Regions from separate parts of the Mus musculus genome. Here region 1 is linked to region 2. Evidence: chromatin contacts called from public HiChIP or PLAC-seq data. All regions are on one chromosome and are shown on one strand. The core of a region is the stretch at or near the end of the contact, and the rest is flanking DNA. Distances in the headings are between cores, read along the strand shown.

Region 1 (6,203 bases), core at 1,839-4,338, 380 kb before region 2:
TGCCTCCTGGGAACTGAAACTAGAGAAAGTCTAACAGTGAGTGAGGAGGGACTGCTGTGTGCATGGCCAGTGTTCACTGATTGGAACACTGTGTGTGTGTGCACACGCGCGCGCGTGCAATTTTAGTATAAAGAAACCATAAGAACAGAAAAAAATTCAGGTTGCTAATTCTTGAGGGTAAACGAGATACTACTGTAAGTAGCTGCAGTTGTATCAGCAACGCCTATTTTTTAGTATTTTTTTTAAGTTGCATTGTTGCCAGCTGACTATTAATTAGATATCGTGGAAAACCTCATTGATTGATATCTACTGTTCCTGGAGGGCTTATTAACAAACACGGGAATGGATGAGAGATCCTCCTAGCATAAGAAAACAGTACTTAAAATATTTGTCTTAAAAGAGATTTAGTTAGGACTTGAGAGTATAACTCAACAAATTCTTTTAATTAATATTTTATCTGGCAGGAAATATTTATGAGACATTACTAGCCTCATAAATGCAAATGGAATTTCTATAAATAGGTGAAAAAATAATTTCCTGTAAGTGTCATATTCTAAAGAGAAACTTTTTAACTAGGAATTCAGTCCCTGCTCATGAAAGAAAGAAAGAGAAGCAAATGAGAGAGGACAGAGGAGGTGTGTCTGCATGCTAATTAACAGTGATAACCCACAGCAGCCGGCTACCTTCTGTAGCCCTCATTAATTTCCAGACAATGAAAGACACACTTAGCACCTTTCAGGCTCTCTAAGTAGTTCTAAGTAGTTCTAAGCCATCCAGCAGTCTTGTCATTTATCCTTAGATGCCATTTGTGCTCTCTCGCAGACTTGGGCTGGAAACTCCCAGACCACCCTACATTTCTGAACAACAGTGGAGACTAAAAATCCCACCCACTACCTCTCATTATCCAGGCCTAGGCTAAAAACTGGACGTCGATTGTTCTGCCTCTGGTTCAAGGTCCCAACCCTTGAGAGAATGCTGTCGAAGCAGAACCTTCCTGCTCTACTTTGTTCCACCACGAGGCAGACAGAGCACCATGCTCTCTGTAGCAATCCAAAGGCCACTGCTGCTACACGGTGGAACACGAAGCCAAGACTCAGCAAAAAGCTTCATGTTGGGCATAGCTGGCTCTCAGAGCAACACAGCCCAGCTACTCCTGACAACCAGGAAACCAAAGAATTAAAGACCCCCTACTGAGCGTTAAACCAACACCTAATGGCTGTGCTGGCTAGTTTCATGGCAACTTTACACAAGCTAATTAATGTCTTCAGAAAGGAGGAGACCTCAACTTTGAGAATGACTCCCTAAGCTCTGGCCGTAGGGCATCTTCTTAGTTAGTGACTGATGGCAGAGGGCCCAACCCACTGTGGGTAGTCCCACCCCTGGATTCTATATTAAGTCAGACTGAGCAAGCCATGATGAGCAAGCCGGTAAGCACCACCTTTCATGTCCTCTGCATCAGCTTCTGAGTCCAGGTTCTGGTCATGTTGAGCTCCTGTCCTGACTTCCTTCAGTGATGGACTGTGAATGTGGAGGCAGAAGCCGAATAAACCCTCTCCTTTGGGTGCTGAACCCCAAAAACTGTGTAACAGACAGAGAGATGTTAAGGTTGGGACTAGTGAAGGCACCAGCAGACAGCCACGTGCTGGCTCTCCCAGACAGCAGCCCTCCCTGTGCAGTGAGTGACATTCCTGTCTTTCCTACGGTTCATTGAAGAATAGAGTCCTCTATGCTCAAAGCCAAGAACAGTCCACAAAAGAGGGAGAGTGGGGTTTGTGCCTGCAATGAGAAAGACCTAGGCTGGGGTAGAGACTAACAGTGGATTCCCAGAAGGAAGGATATTCAGACCCCCAGAGCAGCAGCCAATGTGGTCTGTACATGGAGGCTGTCACACAGAAAATGAAATACATTCAAGAGATCTATGCAGAGAAGTAGAAACAGAATAATGTACAACGGACTGGAAGGTGGGTGGAACCTTGAGGAAACACGGGGGTTCGGGGGCCGGGGGCCTTTTAATGCCATCATTGAAAAGCTTTTTCCTTCAACACATGTACATAGGACGTTGCAACAGAAATGACATTATAGTTTTAATATTTTACAAGAAGAACTTTTGGGAACAGAGAAGAAAGTAGAGAGTGGGAGGAAAGGCCAGCCCCCTTACCTGAAGATGGTTCAGGTCTCACTTGCCTTTCAAGGGAAGGCCATATCCATTTCAATGAATAGCCATTCCCACTCACCTATAGACTACCCTAAGCAGAATGCTCCAACAAAAGACCCACTTCCCTTCTCCCTTCTCTAGACTTTCCCCTTCAGTTATAATCAGGTCCCAGTCTCAAGAGCCAGACCCAGTAACAGCTTAAGGTCCCCCCCTAGACTGTGACTCCGGACTTCCAGGGGAATGTCCCCCACCTGCTGCATCTGGCTTCTTGATAGGCAGGGAAGTTCGGACAACAGCCCCCTCAAAGTGCCCAGAATGACTGAGCAGGTGTTCCCCCCTCCCCTTGCAAGGCTCTGAGCCTGAATTTTCTGCCCTAAGAGTTTCTTCTGTCTGCTCCTCCGCACCCTCTAAACACAGGCACGCGGGCGCTCACACACGTGCGGGGGCGCTTACACACGCGGGCGATCACACACACACATGTACACGTGAGCTTTCCCACATATTCACGGGAAGCTCTCACACACATCTGGTGGCGCAGGTCTCTGACCCTCGCTTAAGCGTGGCCAGAAGCACAGGAGCATCAACAAGGAGGTCTTGGAGGGAGGTGGCGAAGGGGGAGTAGTGGGCAGGAGAGTAGGGAGGAGGCTGCCCGCTCTCTCTGGCCCTGCGTCCGGCACCGGACTCCTTCCAAGTGACTGTGACCCCCGATACCAACAGCCCCCACCCATCTCCACCATATACCCCATTGTGCAAGCATTTCTCCCATTGCTGCCTTTCTTTGTGGTTCTCCTTTGCCTGTGGCCCTTTAAATCGCGTTCTATCCAGAGATTCAATTGTAGGGGGACAGAGGGAGGAGAACCCGGGAGGGGGGGCGGGGGGACGGGAGGAGATGGGGAGGGAGAAGAGAGGAGGGCGGAGAGGAGAGGGACAGCAGAGAGCCTCCCGCTGTTCTCTCTAGATAGAAGGGCGAGGCAGACCGGTGAAGGGGCGGGAGGTTTAGACGCCTCTGCTAGCTGGACCTGCGACACCAGAGTGGCTCGGGGCGTCTGCCCGTCCGTAGGCAATGCCTGAGGCTAGGGAATCCCCTGGAGAGCCCTGAGAGCCACCTGCACCGCCTTGGAAGGATCTCCAGAAGTTAGCCCCAAGGGTTCGGAGAAGCTCTCTGCGCTACAAGTAAGTTGTCTCCTTTCTCTCGCGTCCCTCCCCCAGCCCAGCGACTCCCCAAACCGGACCCTCACTAGGTGTCCTGTGGTTCTAAAAGAAGGCTTTCCCCTACCGGAGCCTGTCGGGTTGAGACAGGATGGGAACAAGATCCGGTGGTCCAAAGTTCAACAAACTGAAGCTGGCCTTAGCTGCCGGCCTCCCCAAGATGAGGAGTCCAGCCTCCCCAGGACCATAAACGCCCTGCTCCCAGAACCAGACCAGGATACCTGCGGGACTGAAACCTTCCATCTTTGGCTTGCTTGGCCAGGCCTTGGGAGGAGATAGAGAGAACCTTGCTCCCAGAAACAGCTTCAGGTGGGGGCAGAGATGGTCGGGTAGGGCGACCCCCTGGACTGTAGACTCTCTGCCCCAGCTGCTTTCTAATCTAACTGCTTTGCGGTACCAGTCTTCTCAGAATTGGTCACTACCTGTATGCTTTCCTTCTTTTGAAAACATTTCTGCAATTGTTCAAAAGAAGGGTTAAAGATAAAAGGTGGAGGAAGACAAGCTATAGCATTTTCCTGATGGTGGCTCTCCTTGGAGATCTGCTCTGTAGCACCTGATTCTGCCAGGGCCTCCTTTAAACGCAAGGGCAGGCCACTAGGAGGGGGGTTTCTAGCCTGGGACTGTGGAGCAGTGTTCAGTGTTGGCTTCTCGAAATTTCATGGGCTATTCCCAAAAGGCAGTGGAGACTCTAGCCTGCCCAGCATCCATACCAAGATCCCGGGGCGCTATCGAGGGGAACCTTTCAAACACCAGGCAAACAGTGGGAATGCAAATGCTCACTGTGACTCTTCTCAGTTAAACGGAGACTAGCAAGCCTGTCCCACAGCACAGAAATGGCAGCTCTGAGAGGGTGAGTAACTGAGATTACAACGGGAGAGTCTCCACAGTATCTGACTCCAAAGTGTAGCTATTCTTTCTCCTAAGCAAGCTGCCTGGGCCACCGAGCATGGGAATCCCTGCGGAGAAGCAGGGGACAGCAGCTAATATTTACAGAACCGGGGTGTTGAGCTGGAACGGGGTCCTGGGAGTTAACCTGTGGGGCAGAACTACGTTTTCTTGCTTTCTAGAGGGAACTAAAGTACACGGATGTCTGAGCTCTAAAGGGAGGTTCTAATCTTCACAGTCCTTGCCAGCCCCTGGCTTCAAATCCAGAGCTTATTACCAAACACTAACCCTGTAAGGTATACCACCTTCCTGGGATCCATGCCTTTGCTTAGCAATAGTCTCTCTCCACCTCCTTTGTTATTTGAGACACAGGTTATCACTATTCAGACCTGGCTAGCCTAGAACTCACTATGTAGACCAGATTGACTTCATAGACACCTGCCCACCTCTGGAGTGCTGGGATTAGAGGCATGAGCCACCATGTCTGTTTTACATGCATGCAGTCTTGAGTTCCAACCCAGGGTTTCCCAGGCTCTGGCAGGTGAGCTGAGCTGTGGGATTTATAAAAGGATTAAATTGGGCTGTGCCATCAAAGGCTTAGCTAGACTCCTTGGGATCAGAGACTTTTGAGTAAGTCCCCGATATACTTATCTTACAGGGGAAGGCTCAGCTTCCAGTGGGAGCCCTAGGGAACAGGGTGTACTTGGGAGCATGGCAGCATCAGATCACCACTGAAAGAGGTGCCATCCCAGAGATAACTTCATCCTCCAACAGCACCCAGCCATCTTCCCCACGCTGACCACCTAGCTGCCCAACAGCAAAAGCACCCACCACTCTGCCACCGCCTCTCCAAGATGGCTACCTACTGCTGGCCGGGCACTCTGAAACAGCACTTCTTGCTTAAGAGCACATCTGCTTTAAGCATAAAATGAGTGTGTTCTATGCTCCATCTAGCAAGCAGGTCAGTTGTGGGAGGGGAGAAGGCAGGAGGGAGGGCGGGAGATGGATGGAGTTGGTCATCCCTTCTGCCCAGAGCTGTCCCAAAGCAGAGATTTCTACTCTGTATAAGTCAGATCTCAGAAGGATTCCCCAGTGTATATTCCCCCGAGGCTGCTTTCTGTATCCTGACATTCAGAACACTCTTTTCATGGGTCCCATGGATATAATAAGGTATCCTTGTGACTGTATCCTGTTGGCCTTGCTCTTTATGGTACATGATGAACAGGCTGCAAGGTTCCTCTGTAAGGGACCTTACAAGTGTATGACTGGGTTTCTGATCCATGAATTCAATTCAGGAGCCTTCTAAGGCTACTGTGGTCATCTGCATAGCAGTGGGCTTGGTCTCCGGTTCCCACTCCCTCCTTAGATTCTGGGACTCTGAATACCTTCTGGGACCAAGCCACCAGAGGGTATGCTGGAAGTTCAAATGCCTGAAAACTTCATCCACTTCTGAACACTATTTAAAATCAGCTCAGCATCCAGTTGATCACCTAGCACGCACCAAGAATACATTATTGTTGGAGCCTTTCGAATGTAGTCATCTGGGCAGGGTTGTTTTCCATTTAAGAGAACATTAGCTAAAGCTTGCCTGTATTTTCCAAGCAAATACTGACCAGAATTTTAGACTGCGGGTGGAGGACAATGGGGCAAAATTGAGTCGGGGGGCAGGGATCCATGAGTGGCGCAGTGTAGCCATTTTAGATTAAGCTTTCCACTATGTGTTAACTGGTCACTGAGAGGCAGTGTTTCTGAGGGGACCCATCAGCAGCTGACTACTAAGACACTTCTCAGCCATGGAGAAATTTTCCCATCTCTTTGTCTTCCTTTTCTTCCCCTCTAGAGACAGGAGAATGAGAGTTCAGATACAAAGAATTACTGGGAGAAATGTGAATAAATTTGCCTGAATGTATTTTTTTTCCAAAGCAATTTAGGAAGTGGGTTTCTTTTAGATTAT
Region 2 (5,930 bases), core at 2,510-5,009:
TGGGATTAAAGGCGTGCGCCACCACCAACCGGCTATAAACCAACCTCTTAATGACCACTGTCACGTCCTTGTTGATCTTCAAGACCAGTGCTGTGGTGGAATGGGCAGACCTGACTGGTGAACAACACTATCACCCACTTGTGTGTGTGTATGTGACCATCTACCTTCAGAGTCCTTAACCATTTTAAATTTGTTCCCAGGTCAGTAACTTAGTGCTGCCTTCTATTGCCAATGTTATTAGCAGACTTTGAACATATTAGGGACAAGACAAACAAAAGAGAAAATGATACACAAAGCTGATGTCTTTGTTAAGTTAGAGTTTTATTGCTCTGAAGAAACACCATGACCACAGCAACTCTTATAAAAGATAACATTCAACTGGGGCTGGCTTGCAGTTTCAGAGGTTGAGTCCACTCTCATCATGGCAGGAAGCATGGAAGCTTACAGGCAGGCATGGTGCTAGAGAAAGAGTTGAGAGTGCTACATCTTGATCTGCAAGCAGCAGAAGGAGACTGTGTGCCACACTGGATGTAGCTTGAACTTGACCTCAAAGCCTGCCCATTCAGTGACACACTCCCTCCAACAGGGCCACACCTCCTAATATTGCTACTCTTTATGAGCCAAGCATTCAGACACATGCATCTATGGACGCCATTCCTAACTAATGTCTCACTGTGTAGCGTGTTATGCAGAATTACTTTACCTTTGTCCTGGGCTTCTTTGTATGACCTCAAGAATATTCTTTTCCAGCACTGCTCTTGCGGAGGATCCAATCTCAATTCTAAGCATCCACATCAGGTGGTTTATGACCACCTGTAACTCCAGCTCCTGGGGGCACCTGCATTTATGAGCACATACAACTCTAATATACATAATTAATAATTAAGATTAAAGTAAAAAATCCAATGTATAAAAGCTTTTGTCTTCTTCCTCCTCTTCCTCTCTCTTTCTTCTTCAATCCCCTGCCTCAGTGACTTTCTTGTTTAGTAACTTGGGTCAATGATAATACCTCCACTGACAGTGGTAAGGATCTAATATTGCTCCCCGGAGAGTCATGGGTTCTGTTGCCCAACACATATTCATTCTGGGAAGTCAATTGTTTGGCACACTTTCTTCCTTTCTTCTGACCACAAACACCAGGCGATTACTTATCTGTTTCCAAGAATTTACCGGTACATAAATCTCTCTACCAACACATGTAGTAAAATCATCGCTCCTTTATAGAAATGGTTTCTGAGGTCAGCACTTGATATTTTCTCAAGAGGGCTCCTCGTAGCTGGCATAGCCTGAGCTCTTGCCCTATAGAGCAGCCAGTCTGTGGCTTAGCTTGGTCTTTGCCCCTGCTCCCAATGGTCAATCACAGTTTCTATTTAGAACCTGCTTCTCCAAGCTCTGTTGCAAATGGGTTTTCTTAGTTTGTTGTTTTCTTAGTTAGCTTTATTGCTGTGAAAAACACCATGATCAATTCAACTCTTATAAAGGAAAACATTTGATTGGGGCTGTTTTACAGTTTCAGAGGTTTAGTCCATTATCACCATGGCAGGAAGCTTGGCAGTGTGCCGTCAGACATGGTGCTGGGGAAGAAGCTGAGAATTCTACATCTTGATCGGCAGGCAGCAGAAGGAAACTGTGTCACACTGGGTGTAGCTTGAGCGTAGGAGACCTCAAAGCCTGCCCCAACAGTGATACACTTCCTCTAACAAGGCCACACTTCCTAATAGTGCCACTCCCTAAGTCCAACCATTTAAACATGTGGGTCGATGGGGCCATACCTATTCAAACCAACACAGGAGTGAATTTTTTTGTGGAGATTAGGAATTCCCTCTTTTTATGTCCCCTTCCTTTTTTTTCTCTAAGTGAATTCTCTGAGCCAGCAGTCTAGTGTTTTTTGGGTAAGGACTGACTACAGCAAGCTTTGCTGTCCTAGATACTCAGTGGAGGGATAAGGGCAGCTTCCAGGGCTCCTCCCATTTTGCTTCTTCTGGCACAAATCCACCCCTGCACTGGCCGTTGCTAAGGTGACAGGGCTCCAGTCTTCTCCACATGCCAAGAGCAAGGTTGGACATCCTTTTTATAAGTGGACTGAGCAGCAGAAGGGAGCAATCTCTTTAGTGAGTTCCCACCTAACAAGACATCATAGAGACAGGAAGGGAAATGGTGATGTCCTTGTCCTGCAGAAAAGAAATCCTCCTGGAGATAGAGGGGGAGGGAACCCTGTGTTCTCAGCTGTGTCAGCTGAAGCAGAGTTGGTACGGAGTCAGGAGAGAGGGCATGTTGTCAGAGTTGTTAGGGTCAGAGCATTGGCCCTGGCAGCTAACAAGCTAGGCTTGTCTTCCCATCCTCAATAGGACAATTAAAGAAGCAAATAATGGTGAGAAGCAGAGAAAGGAGATTTATTTACTCTCTGTGGCTACATTGAGAAGAGGAGGAGATGAAGGGACCCAATGACCCCCAAATCCATCTTTTGAGTCCTAAAATGAGGCTTGATTTAAGTAGAGGGCACTAGATAAATTATACACAAGTACACAGACCTGGTCAAGGTCCAGCCATGCCTACTGACTCATCCTTGTCTTGGGTCTAGTCTCTCCTGCGGGCACTCTGACATGTTGACAGAACTGTGAAGTCTCTTTCAGGGAGTCGGACTCGTCCTCTGGCTGCATCCGCCTTTTGCTTCTCCCAGCAAGAGACTTCTGGTGAAAATTCCAATGTCCTCTGATTCTGTGGTTGTAATATTCTGATAATCAAAAGGAAGGAGCTTTGGAACGATCTCCTCACATGTTAGGATGATTAAATGGAGCTGGATGTGTTTGAACCACGCTTTGCCTTTGGTACAAGATTCTCATGAGCTGCTGTTTCTTCATGTGCTCTTAGGATTATTTCTAGGAAACGTTAAAGGGTTCTTTCTCTACTAATAGTTTGTGTGGAGAGCTGGGCATGGCTGCTTGTTGCGATCTATGACGAAAATACAATTGTGGATGCAAAACTCAGAGTGAAGACTTCTTTGCTTCCTACTTTCCTTTAAGTGATGTTCACTTTGGCCTCCGTTGTGTATTGCTACCTGCTCAATAATCTCTTTTTTCTTTTTGTTCAATGAAAGTAGTTTTTTAATACAATGTATTCTAGCAAAATTCCCCCCCACCCCCCAGTTCCTCCTTCCTTCCCTTCCCATCTGAATCTACATCCCTTTTTCTCTCCTTAGAAAACAAACAGGAATCTAAGTAATAATAATAAAATGAAATAAGATAAACCAATAACAAAAAAAAAAAATCAAAATATGACAAAACAACCAAAGAAGAAAAAGATCCAAAGAAAGAAGCACAAGAAATATGTATCAACCTGGGCAGTGGCAGCGCACGCCTTTAATCTCAGCACTTAGGAGGCAGAGGAAGGCAGATCTCTGTGAGTTCAAGGCCTGCCTCGTATACAGAGTGAGTTCCAGGATAGCCAGGGCTACACAGAGAAACCCTGTTTCAAAAAAAAAGGGGGGGGGGAAGAAATATATATCAATGCACAGACACCATGTATACACACTCATAGCAGTCCCAAACCAGAAGCCCTAATGTATACATGAAAGGACCTATAAGGTAGAAAAATTAAAACAAACACTTGCCCTGACTTAACATTCGGAGACAAAGAACCCCCAAAAGATCCTGCTGCATTCATTTTGTGTGGGTGATCTGTGCCCTTCCCCCAGCCTCGAGCCAAGCTAAACAGACCTTGAGTGCTTGCCACAATGGGACCCAGGTGGAGTCATCTGCTTTGCTGCACCTGCAACCTCCTATAGGAACTTAGAAGAATAGACTGCCCCTGAGCTTGCTTTGCAACATAATCCAGCTGAAACAAAGGATGGGTTTTGTGGGTTTTCCCTTTATAGCTGCAGAATTAAGCTTTGTGCCTTGATGAGAACTTGTGTCTTAGCTTCATCCTTCTCTTGCACTCCTTTTCATTTCCAGCTCCCCTTTCAGGTAGATCCAGTTCTCCATGGCCGCTGGAGGCTATAGTGATCTATTGCTGAGCATGGGGCCTATCCGTAATGCTGTGGTCCATACCCGGCTCTTCTTCTCTCTTGGCTCTCTCTTGAAGGTAAGAGGACAGGGATGAGCATAGGCGTGGGCAAGACTTGTTTTGTTTGTTTGTTTTGAGATAGAGTTGCTGTTTAATAATAAAACATGTACCTATCTTAAGTCTAAATCACTTTGGTGTGATAGCTGACCTCTTTGAGTTCTCTTTGGGCCAGAAACTGCAGTCTCTGGCATTAGCACCTCACCATAAAACAGTAGGGGATTAAGTAAAGGTTTAATTGCTAGAACCTTTTCCCTTTTGTCCAGATGCCTCTCATTTGTTGGGCTAGGGGAAGTTTGGAGCAATAAACTTCTATTGAACCAGGAGAAGAGAATCACACTCACAGAAGGAAAAACTTTTACACAAGCAAATATGGATTAAACGTACAAAAATCCATATGCAAATTAATGCACACATATTAATAAATTTTCATTCAAATCAGTTGGGCACAACTTTCCTACTATCTCATAATTACATACTCACACACACATACATCCATACTTACATATGTGTATGGAGCAAAAGACCAAGCGCCAGTGCAGAAAGAACTCACTCATTCTGGATGAAAAATGAGCTCCAATCTTTAATGCATACAGAAAGAAAAAGCTTCTATCCTTTTATTGCTACATGAATTAAAACCAAGTCTGTAAGAAGAAAGCTTTGTTCTCTTTAGCCTTGTTATTAAGAAAAGACCTGTTCTGTCCCATGGTAAGGAGAAGCCTGCCTGCTCCTTCTGCTCTCTCTGCAGCTTCTTCTTTTTTCCTCTTTTCCTCTGCATTCTGCACATTGCTCTCTCAATTTTTTAAGTTGCCTTATATTTTCTAAGTTATTCCACTCTGCATTCTCCTTCTAATCTTGCTGTCTCCTCCTGCTCTGATGAACTGCTCTGCTCCCAATGCCTTACTCCCAAAGCCTTTATTCCCAGTGTTACGTTCCCATTGCTATCTCTCCAATGTTATATCTTCCAATGTGATCTTTCCCAGTCTTTTGTACCTTTCCTAGGAAAGTGGATCACATGGCTTTTCCAAGCATCCCTTTTTCAACAAAAGTTCACTAGAAGTTCAAACATAAATTGAATAAGAAGTTTACAACAGAGAATGTTTACATGCATATCCATTAAGAGTAATTATCTAGCTAAACATCATCTATTACCAGTTTGTTGTGGGAAATATTAAAGTAGACCAGCAAGCCTCTTACATTACTGCAGACCACTCTCTGTCCCATCATGGTCCCGCTAGACTACTCTCTGCTCACTAACTCTCTGGCAGGGTTGGAGTTCCCTTGGAGGATCGTTGTCACACCAGCCCCATGCAATGACCATCCACCCCAGGATCAGCCACCCCAACTCTCTGGCCAGGTGTGGTTCCACCGGCTCTGTCTCTGGCTAGCTACCGCAGTGACCAATTGCTATGTTCCCAGCTCTGGATCACTTCTCTCTGGAGCCCCTAGTTACCTCTCTGCCATAAACCCCAGTAGTTGGCGATCCCACATTTTAGTAACCCAATAAATCGAAACTCTAGAAGTTTATAATTAACAAGTCAGATTTATATATATCAATAAATTCTCAATTCCCAAGAAGCCAATACAATAATTTCAGAACCAATTGATAATGATAAAACCTGCCCACCTAGATTAGACAAATTATCCCAATTATTCTAACCTTTATGATATCATAACTACCTGTGGCTATCTAAAGCCACGCTGGTTCAGATTGTTCTTCCTGTCCGTCTGCCTCCATTTTGGCTTCCCCTTGTCTCCTGAGATGCTCTCTGTCTCTGCAATGCTTAGCTCTGTCTCCTTTTTCCTCTCCAATCACAGGCCTCCTGCTGCACTAATATTTTAGTTGATTGGACGGGAAAAATCCTGGC

Evidence for each region. HiChIP or PLAC-seq counts read pairs in DNA pulled down with a chosen protein or histone mark.
Region 1: a contact with region 2 is called in an H3K27ac HiChIP or PLAC-seq map of embryonic stem cells, with 7 times the contacts expected there. The contact joins the promoter of Kcnj5 here to the enhancer-like site in region 2. A contact is called at or near these places in 7 of 39 promoter capture datasets (cranial neural crest, embryonic stem cells, frontonasal cranial neural crest and 3 more), 3 of 484 Hi-C or Micro-C datasets (differentiating embryonic stem cells, myocytes and neural progenitor cells), 3 of 115 datasets of contacts at active chromatin or transcription factors (embryonic forebrain, embryonic stem cells and forebrain) and 2 of 9 other capture datasets (adipose tissue and embryonic stem cells).

What each region holds. Positions count from the first base shown.
Region 1 is chr9:32,341,229-32,347,431 of GRCm38.p6, reverse strand. It overlaps Kcnj5 (potassium inwardly-rectifying channel, subfamily J, member 5), which reads left to right and starts at 3,088. Exons shown (of 4, transcript NM_010605.5): 1 at 3,088-3,328; 2 at 4,908-5,210.
Region 2 is chr9:31,958,515-31,964,444 of GRCm38.p6, reverse strand. No RefSeq gene overlaps it. Among named protein-coding and RNA genes, the nearest start is that of Barx2, 48 kb to the right of the region's middle. Within about 2 kb of position 3,759, at least 9 of the 459 cell types and tissues checked have an H3K27ac peak or open chromatin away from gene starts, as enhancers often do. A contact at or near this core is called in differentiating embryonic stem cells and embryonic stem cells, where this site is marked.